2 separate regions of the Sus scrofa genome follow, and region 1 is linked to region 2. A link is a contact called in public HiChIP or PLAC-seq data. All regions are on one chromosome and are shown on one strand. The core of a region is the stretch at or near the end of the contact, and the rest is flanking DNA. Distances in the headings are between cores, read along the strand shown. Region 1 has its middle 330 kb from the start of SGK1. Region 2 has its middle 240 kb from the start of ALDH8A1.

Region 1 (4,439 bases), core at 1,381-3,880, 110 kb before region 2:
AGCTGTAAATTGAGAGAAAATACTTGTAAAGCATATGTCTGTCAAAGGACTTGTGTCCAGAATCTATAAAGAATTCTTACAATCCTATATAAGCAGACAAACACAATAAAAAAATTTGGCAAAAGATTTGAACAAATTCTTCACACAAGGAGATATACAGATGGCAAATAAACATATAAAAGTATACTCAATATCTCTAGTCATCAGAAGAATGCAAACTAAAACCACAAAGAGATCCTATTACATACTCACTAAAATGGCCAAAATTAAAAGCATTGACAATATCAGGTGCCAATGAAAAATGTGGAGCAACTGGACTTTCATATAGTATTAGTGGACCAAACTATTATGGTCCCTTTGGAAAACAGTATGGCAGTGTCAAGTTTAAACGTACTTTTATCATCCAACTCAGCAATCCCATTTCTATATATTGAAGTGAGAAATTAAATAGATATCCACATAGAGACTTTTATATGAATGTTATAGCAGCATTATTCATAAACAATAAAAGTAGAAACAACTGAATGTCTATCAGTTGGTGAATTCATACTGTGAAATACCAGAAGCATCATCATGGAACACAATATACAGAGCATAAATAAACCTAAAAACAGTCTAAAGGAAATAAGTCAAACCAAAAGACTATTTATAGTATTACTTTTTTTACATTAAACTCTTAAAAAGGCAAAGACCTAGTGTCAGAATGAACAGTGATCTCTGGGATCAGAGATTTAAGGAAGACATTAACTGCAAAGACATTAGGTTGTGTCTATTGGCTTGACACCCATCATGAGGTGAATCCAGTTTTCAGGTAAAACTCACAAAAAAAAAAAAGCCTATGAGGTTCATAGTATATATAGAAAAATCATTGTGGTCCAGAGAAGTTAAGTGCCCAAGGGCACACTGCTAGGATCAAAGTTAGACTAGAACCCAGTCCAGTTCTGGATTCTTGCCATTTTATCCATCTTAGGTAATGCTACAGAGAAACAGCTCTACCATCACTACCACCCATCCCAAACTTCATGGACTTGTCTCTTTTTTGTTTCTTTCAGTTACCATGTTATTTTTTAATTCATTAATCCTTTAAGTCATTAAACCAGGATTTACTGAAGTGAGCACCTCCCTGTGCCCGGAATATATTAGGTGCGTACCGGGAAGGAGTTCAAAGTCTAGTGTGGAGACAGAAAAGTGAACAGATTCTGATAGTTGCCAGGATACAGGGAAGTAGAGTGTGAGATGGGAGTGAGCCCCAGAAGAGACATCTAAAACAGATTCTGGCACCAGGAGGAGGCTGGAGCAGGTGAACTTTTGAAAGAGATGAGGTCTGCACCCAGCCAGCCAAGTGAAATAGCAGGGGAGATGATCCTGCGGAAGAAGCAGCTAGAGCACAGACATGGCATCACGAGATGTGCAGCCTTCTCTGGAACTGCATGGAAATTTGTTCAATAGGTAGGTTGAGTGGTGAAGGGGAGACTTGCGAGTTAAATAGGGGTCAACTCATAAAAGGCTCTATATGCTTGGTGAAGGCCTTTGAATTTTATGCTGAGGCAAAGGCAGGGCATTCAAGGATTTTAAGCTCCTTAAGCAAAAGGATTTTGTGTTTTGGAAAGATCCTGATAGCTAGATTAGGAAGAAAGGAAGAGTCAAGCTACTGTTGCTATTACGCTGGCACAACATAATGTGTCAGACAGCTGCAGTGAAGAAAGATGAGAGGGAGCGATGAAGAGGACTGGTTGGTTTACCCTCCCACCTCCCAACCAGTCAGGAGGTTTCTTTCTCTTATCCCCCTCTTCTCTTTAAAAGAAGAAAGTATAAAGCATTGGTGGGTCCCAGGCTTGGACCTAAGTAGCTGGTAGCGATGCTTACTGAGATGAGCATGCCAGAGGGCCAAGGCGTGTGATGCTCCTTCCTTGATGGAACCTCAAGCAACTCTTCCTAACAACCACATGGTACTGGATAGTTATCTACATTGTTCTTTCACATGCAGTTTGGTTATTCTTCAACAGAAATATATATATATATGTATACTCTTTTCTAGTTCTTTGATCATAGCATTATTCACCCATTAATAACCTCTGATATGAATTTGCAAATAAAGTCCACTAGCCAGATGGGATTTATTGATTCTCTAACCAGGAAAACATGCATGCACAAAAAGCCCTGCCCTTTCTTTTCTTCTTCTTTCCTTTTTTTTCTTCCCTCTGTCTTTTTCTTTCCTTCCTCCATTTCTTCTCTATTCTTCCATTTCTCTCTCTTGCTCTCACTCTCTCTCTTTCTTTGTTAATCCGAGAGAAACATTTTCTCCAAACTCAAACTGATTTCTCTTATTGGTTCTAGCACAAACATTTGCATCTGTAAAATCTGGAGTTGGATAGAAATGTGATACTGAGTTTGACATTTCTATGGAACGTTCCATCAAATATCCCCTTCTTACCATCCCCTTGCTCTTCCCATGACCCATGGTTTAGCCTCTGCAAGATGGATTACATTCTTTCTTCCAGCTGGCATGAAGATACCACCTCATGGGAAGAAGTTTAAAAATAATTGTAAGCTCATTAAATGTAGCAGTATCTGGGTGAGAGGGAGGATACAGCATGAGGGGAGAGTGGACACAGGAGATGGGAGAGGGCACATGTTTCCATTTATAAGCAAGAGCTTTAAAACTGTGCCAAGCAAAGCTGCTGGGGGACCAAGGCAGAGTAAGAACGTGAGCACAAATCACCACATCTGACTATGACAAAATACTTTGGCTGAAGCAGTAAAAAGACTTTAAGGTAACTTTTTGGGAACTTTCAATCATTGTTCCATTGCCATCAACACATGATATACAAGGCTGATGAAAAGAACAGTACACTGGGAAGCCAGCCACAAACTCAAATTATGGGTTTTCCATAGACTTGTTATAAGAATTAAAAAGACTTTTCATGGATTTGGGCTTCAATATCCTGACCCATCAACAAATAAAACAATAACTGCTACCTCAAAAGACTTTATAAAAATATACTGAGATAACCTTTGTGGAAATTTTTCCACTATAAATTTCATTTAGTATTGCTGAAACTGCACAACTCAGATTGGAACTTGAACCCATGAGCTGGGACTCTAATGCAGCCAAAATCCATGTTGGGACTTGAATCCACTGTCTTAATTAATGTCATTCTCTTAAAAGTTGTCCCCTGCCCCCTTCCCTCCTGTTCATTAGCAATTATTATTATTATGGAGAGAAAAAAATTTTCAGAGTTAGAGAGTATTTACTTTTTAAAAAAGCAAGGCATAAGAAAAAATAATTCATGGGGAAAATATTTTTTTATAAAATTCTGATCTCCTTCTAAAACTTTAGATTAAAATAATGAGCATTTTAATCTTTAGTGGAGACCATTACGACAATAAAAACAATTTCTTCCCATGTAGACTATTTTTGTTTTGACTCTTGAATAAGCATCACATGGGAATATCAGTTAAAGGGATAAAAGCTGAAATGATGAAAATAAATTTTAGCTTCTTAAAAATATCACAAAAATCATTTTTGCTGTAAAATAAACTTTTTGGCAGATACAATGGTATTGGACCTTCACTGTGATGAAATTACATCAAGCATTTTAATTAATTTTTGGTTTTCTTAGAATTTGGCTTTATTTTTATAGCATGTATTCAACTGCTGAATGCAACATTATCTAATTTTGTTTCAGCTTCTGTAACTCATAAGCAAAGGTCATGATGTACTTGCAACTTTATATAAATTGAGACATAGAAGATCATTAGGAATCAAGATCTTTTCATACTTTCATCACCAAATAGGAGCTCTAGCTACATTCTGGTAGTGAATTTGGACAACTTTCAAGTTTCAGGTTTTGCTAAAAAGGGCTATTAAACAAACCAAAACCTTCTAAATAAATGTAGTACATCCCAGAACATTTCCCCCAGGCAGGCAAATCTGGTTCATTGGGGATAATGACTTATCGGTAGCAAGTGAACCATTACACACAATCCATATAACTAGACTCCGAATGTAGCTGCATCCAAATATTAGTGGAGTAAGTAGTAAAACATTCCTTTCCAATAATGATGACTTAATCTCAAAAACATATTAGTAATAAATAGCCAGGGTTTAATTTCTTTAAAATCTGTATGCAGAGACGTAGATTATTTTTTCCATGACGTAACAACCTACTTCCTGTCCAACTCACTAGAGAGATTAGTGTCTAACTTGGCAATTAAAACACAGATACATCAGGACACACACAAAGAAAGTACTGCAGCTGTTACCCTTTATCATTTAGTCAGCTGGATGGAGCAGAAGACAGTAAACTCCAGACCATTTTGCTGGATTTAATCAGGCTTTCTGTGCGAGAACCTAAACAGGATGGTCTTTACTTTGAGGAGCTCAGAGTCAGGGAAAGCAATTGTCCATGTACCATGATAGAGCCATCTACAAACCA
Region 2 (3,919 bases), core at 1,406-3,905:
AAAGGCAAAATGTCCCTATTTTCTGGTCCTTCTTCAAAGTTGGTTTGAGAAGGAAGGATCAGTTATGCTACAGAAAGCTGACATGTCTTAGTGAGCATGTGTTTCCAGAAGCACGGTGTAAGGTGGCTTTGCTACATGAATCCTACCTTCTCTTCCTCCTCTGAGATTTTTTTCTGTTTGTCCACAGATTGATAGCATAAACAGATGCATGAAAAAATTCAGAAGTGCCTACAATGGAGGAGACACAGCTCTGGAGTTAAAAGGAGCTGAGTTTGAATTTTGCAACTTCCACCTCCTCATTGTAGGACCTTAAGTAAGAGACTTAGGCACATTAAGCCTGTTTTACCATCTGTCAAACAGTTTGCAGGACTTTCCTGGGAATCAAATAGCAAATGTAAAGTCTTACCACATAGTAGGTGCTTGAAAAATTGAAGTAGTTCTCATTATGAAACTTCAACTCAATCTGCTAGCATCAAGCATCATTGACTAGATAGCAAGGTTTTAACTGAGTGAAAAAAACAAGCTCTGTTCAATTAGATTTTGCTCCAGCACAGTGGCACAGCTAGAAGTGAATAGCTCCCAGGTCTGACCTTCCATCAAGAGCTCAAAGAAAGGTGATCTCTAGACAAGGTTCCAACATATGAACAGACAGCAGTAAACACAGTCTATTAGAAGTGAATATTCAAAGGCAGATTTAAAATCCCTCGGTAAAATAATATTCCTTTCAGGAAAAAAGATAACAAAATATTAACTAGACCAAGATGCCTTTTCAAAAAATCACCATTTCCTCTTAAAGGATTGGTTGCTGGCTTTTTCCATTTTCACTTGACCTGTTCTCTTTTGTGATCAGATGACAAGCTAGTTGGATCTAGTTCTCTAAGAGCTGGTAAAACTCCCTACCGCAACATGGAAAAGTTAATTAATCATAATAGTTGTTCAGGACATTGTGTATGCACTTAATGAGAGGACTGATTTTCTTAGTCCGACGCCAAAAGACCTATGTGTTTATAGTTAATCTGGTGACTGGCACACTTGTCTAAGCATATTTCCAATACAAATATTACCTGAATCCCTTTCACCTGCCCAAGAAATAAAGAAGAGACAGAAATTCCAAGACAAAAAAAATGATTTAGTGTTGTATTTAAATGCACAGGCATCCCTGCTGATAGATGGGTATAAGATCAATATATCTTCAGGTGAAAAACTAAGTTTAAAACTATTACTAATGAATCTGGAACACATATCCAAAGGTAGATCTCTCTATGCCTTGTTTAATCAGTTTTATCTGAAGAAAAGAATAGCATTCATGCTGTAGAAGACTAAGAAAATAACTTGGAGGAGAAATTTTATCTATGATCAGCCACAGAATATTTCTGGCATATTACTGAGCTTTCAAAAGAGCTGTCAATAATAATTTGACACATTTGGGGTTGTCTGACTTTTGATACAGATATTTCAGATGCCAAATGAAAGACACGTAGTCATTACGACTCCACAATGCTTATTTTGAGGAAGTTACAGGAGTAGGTGTCCAGCAAAGTGAGCAGAGTGGAGAAAATGACAAGACACTCCCAGCTTCTAAAGGAACCCAAATCATGTGCTGGGATAGCAGGTCAACACACAAATGGTGAAACAACGGAGCAAGAGAGGAAGCAAAACTGGTGGAGAACCAAAAAACTGGCATAATCACACTTTTTCAGGATGAATTTGTTCCTTTACTCAGCAATTCCACATTTATAGAAGTCGACCATACAATGTTGACTATGTTCAAAAATCCACACACAGGAATATCTCTTAAACAGTTTTCATAGCAAAGACTAGTTAGAAACAAAGAAAAAATTAATGACAGGGAATTAGCTGAATAAATTATGTCCCATCCTGAAAAGGAATAGAACATATCCTAGGAAAATTATTCTTCAAGAAAATATTTATTGACTTAGGGTAAATAGTTATGAACATGTTTCAGAGAATAATGTGAGATATAGAATGGCATACACTATACCATGTGAATTTTATAACATTCATATATAAAACATGGATATTACAGAGAAAATACGACTACAACCTTCCTGCCGCGGAAAGGACGGGCTCTGATGTAGTTTGATTGTCTGAACTGGACCAAGGTCATGACGGTGATGAGCCATGAAAGGCATCCCATTTCCATTTCATACTCGGTGAGCCCTGAAAACCAGGGACCTAACTATCAGAAAGGCTATTTTTCACAGATACAGAAGAACATGTCACTAAGTGTCACCTTCTTAGCTCCACCAGAGTAAACAGGTGAACCAAAGTTCATAAAACACTCGCAAAAGGGACTAGCCCAGTGTCCTCCTGACATCATCACCTCATCAAAATTAATTTTGTACCATAGGAACAATGTTAGCCATTGTGAAGTTTAACTGAAAAATAAACAAGCTATTTAAATCGTCTGTGAGGAACACAAATAAAAAAAGCGAGCAGATGAAAGGAAATGCCAAGAGTGTGCCCAGCTCCTGTCAGAGATCTTTTACCTCTATGTACAAAACCCAGTTCCCGCTGATCTTTGGTGCCATAAAAAATGTACTGAACATCGTGAGACGAATTGACATAAACACTGTGGACTGTCATCTCGTGCAAGCAAGGAAGGCCACCTGTTCCTTGAGTAAAAGACACAGACACAGGTTGCAACCTGAAACTGAGAAGAGGAAGGGAACTAAATAAGAATTCTGGCCCAACCAAGGCTCGAGTCAGCCAGTGAGTTGTCCAAGCCACAGTCCTTTTCTATTTCAAACTCCAGGGGACACTTGGTGTCAAAATCTGACACCACAGTCAAATAGGAGGAGGCGAGGGAAGACACCATGGATTAAATGGTTTTCCAAATTATAATAATCTTCTGTCAGGGAGCAGGAATATTTCTACATTATTGACAGTGATGCAGTGAAAACTCCGAGCTTCTCAGACTTGAGTCCCAGCCCTGCTCAATCATTGATCAGTTACTTGAGTTTGTGCAGATCTCTTGTTCTCTCTGAATATATTTCCTGGTGCATAAAATAGTGTTAATGATATCTACTGGGCAAGGGTTTTTGAGGATTAAAAGAAATATTAAATGTAAATGCCTAAAGAAGTATTAAATGTGCCTGGCACACAATAGATGCTTCATAATAGTCAGGTTCTTTCTACTTGCCCTCTTTTATCATCTTCTCTGGGTTCAAGTTCTATTTAGTAATTGCTTTAAAATAGTGAGAAAGCAGAGGAGGAGGAGAACAAAGAGAATTATTTTAGTAGGTTCAGATATTATTTTTAAAAATACCAAAGAAACGACAGCTTATTACAGACTCTAGAAGTTTGCTATTTATGTACGGGGACCAGTTAATGCTCTGTGTGTGTGTGTGTGTTCATGTGTACCTTTTAACAAAAATTATGCTCTTAAACTGCAAAAGTTTGCCTGTACATGTGTTGTGTTGACTTCTGTGTATTCATTTTTATTTTGCCATTCGAATTAAGCAAATAATATCTAGAGACAAAATTCTTAGGTATTTTTCTAGAGAAAAGAGAAACTTCAGACCTACCTTCAGCAGTGCTATATAGGAACTACATAGAGAGGTAGAGGTGGATTAATTTTGATTAATTTACATGAAGCAAGTAGGTTAGGGGAGATTGACGTGTGAGTTTGCAGTATGCCTCTCTATCTGGACATTTGTACAACACATCCACTTGTTTAACAAATATTTTGGGGAAATTTTCTGTGCCAGGATGGTGCTATGTCCATGTACCAATTCTATGGTGGGGACATGGATTTTTCCCAAGCCACTAATTGCATGTGGTCTCCTAAGGTGGAGCTGCCCAAAGTCATTCTCTAGCTGCTTTTCTGCTATTTCCAATGAAGTGGTCACCCTTTATGCCCAACGGGAAGTTCCAGGATATAATTCTTCATGGTTCG

Evidence for each region. HiChIP or PLAC-seq counts read pairs in DNA pulled down with a chosen protein or histone mark.
Region 1: an H3K27ac HiChIP or PLAC-seq map of skeletal muscle shows a contact between it and region 2. The contact joins two enhancer-like sites. A contact is called at or near these places in 2 of 47 Hi-C or Micro-C datasets (both in skeletal muscle) and 2 of 2 datasets of contacts at active chromatin or transcription factors (alveolar macrophages and skeletal muscle).

Annotation. Positions count from the first base shown.
Region 1 is chr1:29,416,627-29,421,065 of Sscrofa11.1, reverse strand. No RefSeq gene overlaps it. Among named protein-coding and RNA genes, the nearest start is that of SGK1, 330 kb to the left of the region's middle. Within about 2 kb of position 2,630, at least 2 of the 83 cell types and tissues checked have an H3K27ac peak or open chromatin away from gene starts, as enhancers often do. A contact at or near this core is called in skeletal muscle, where this site is marked.
Region 2 is chr1:29,302,362-29,306,280 of Sscrofa11.1, reverse strand. No RefSeq gene overlaps it. Among named protein-coding and RNA genes, the nearest start is that of ALDH8A1, 240 kb to the right of the region's middle. Within about 2 kb of position 2,655, at least 2 of the 83 cell types and tissues checked have an H3K27ac peak or open chromatin away from gene starts, as enhancers often do. A contact at or near this core is called in skeletal muscle, where this site is marked.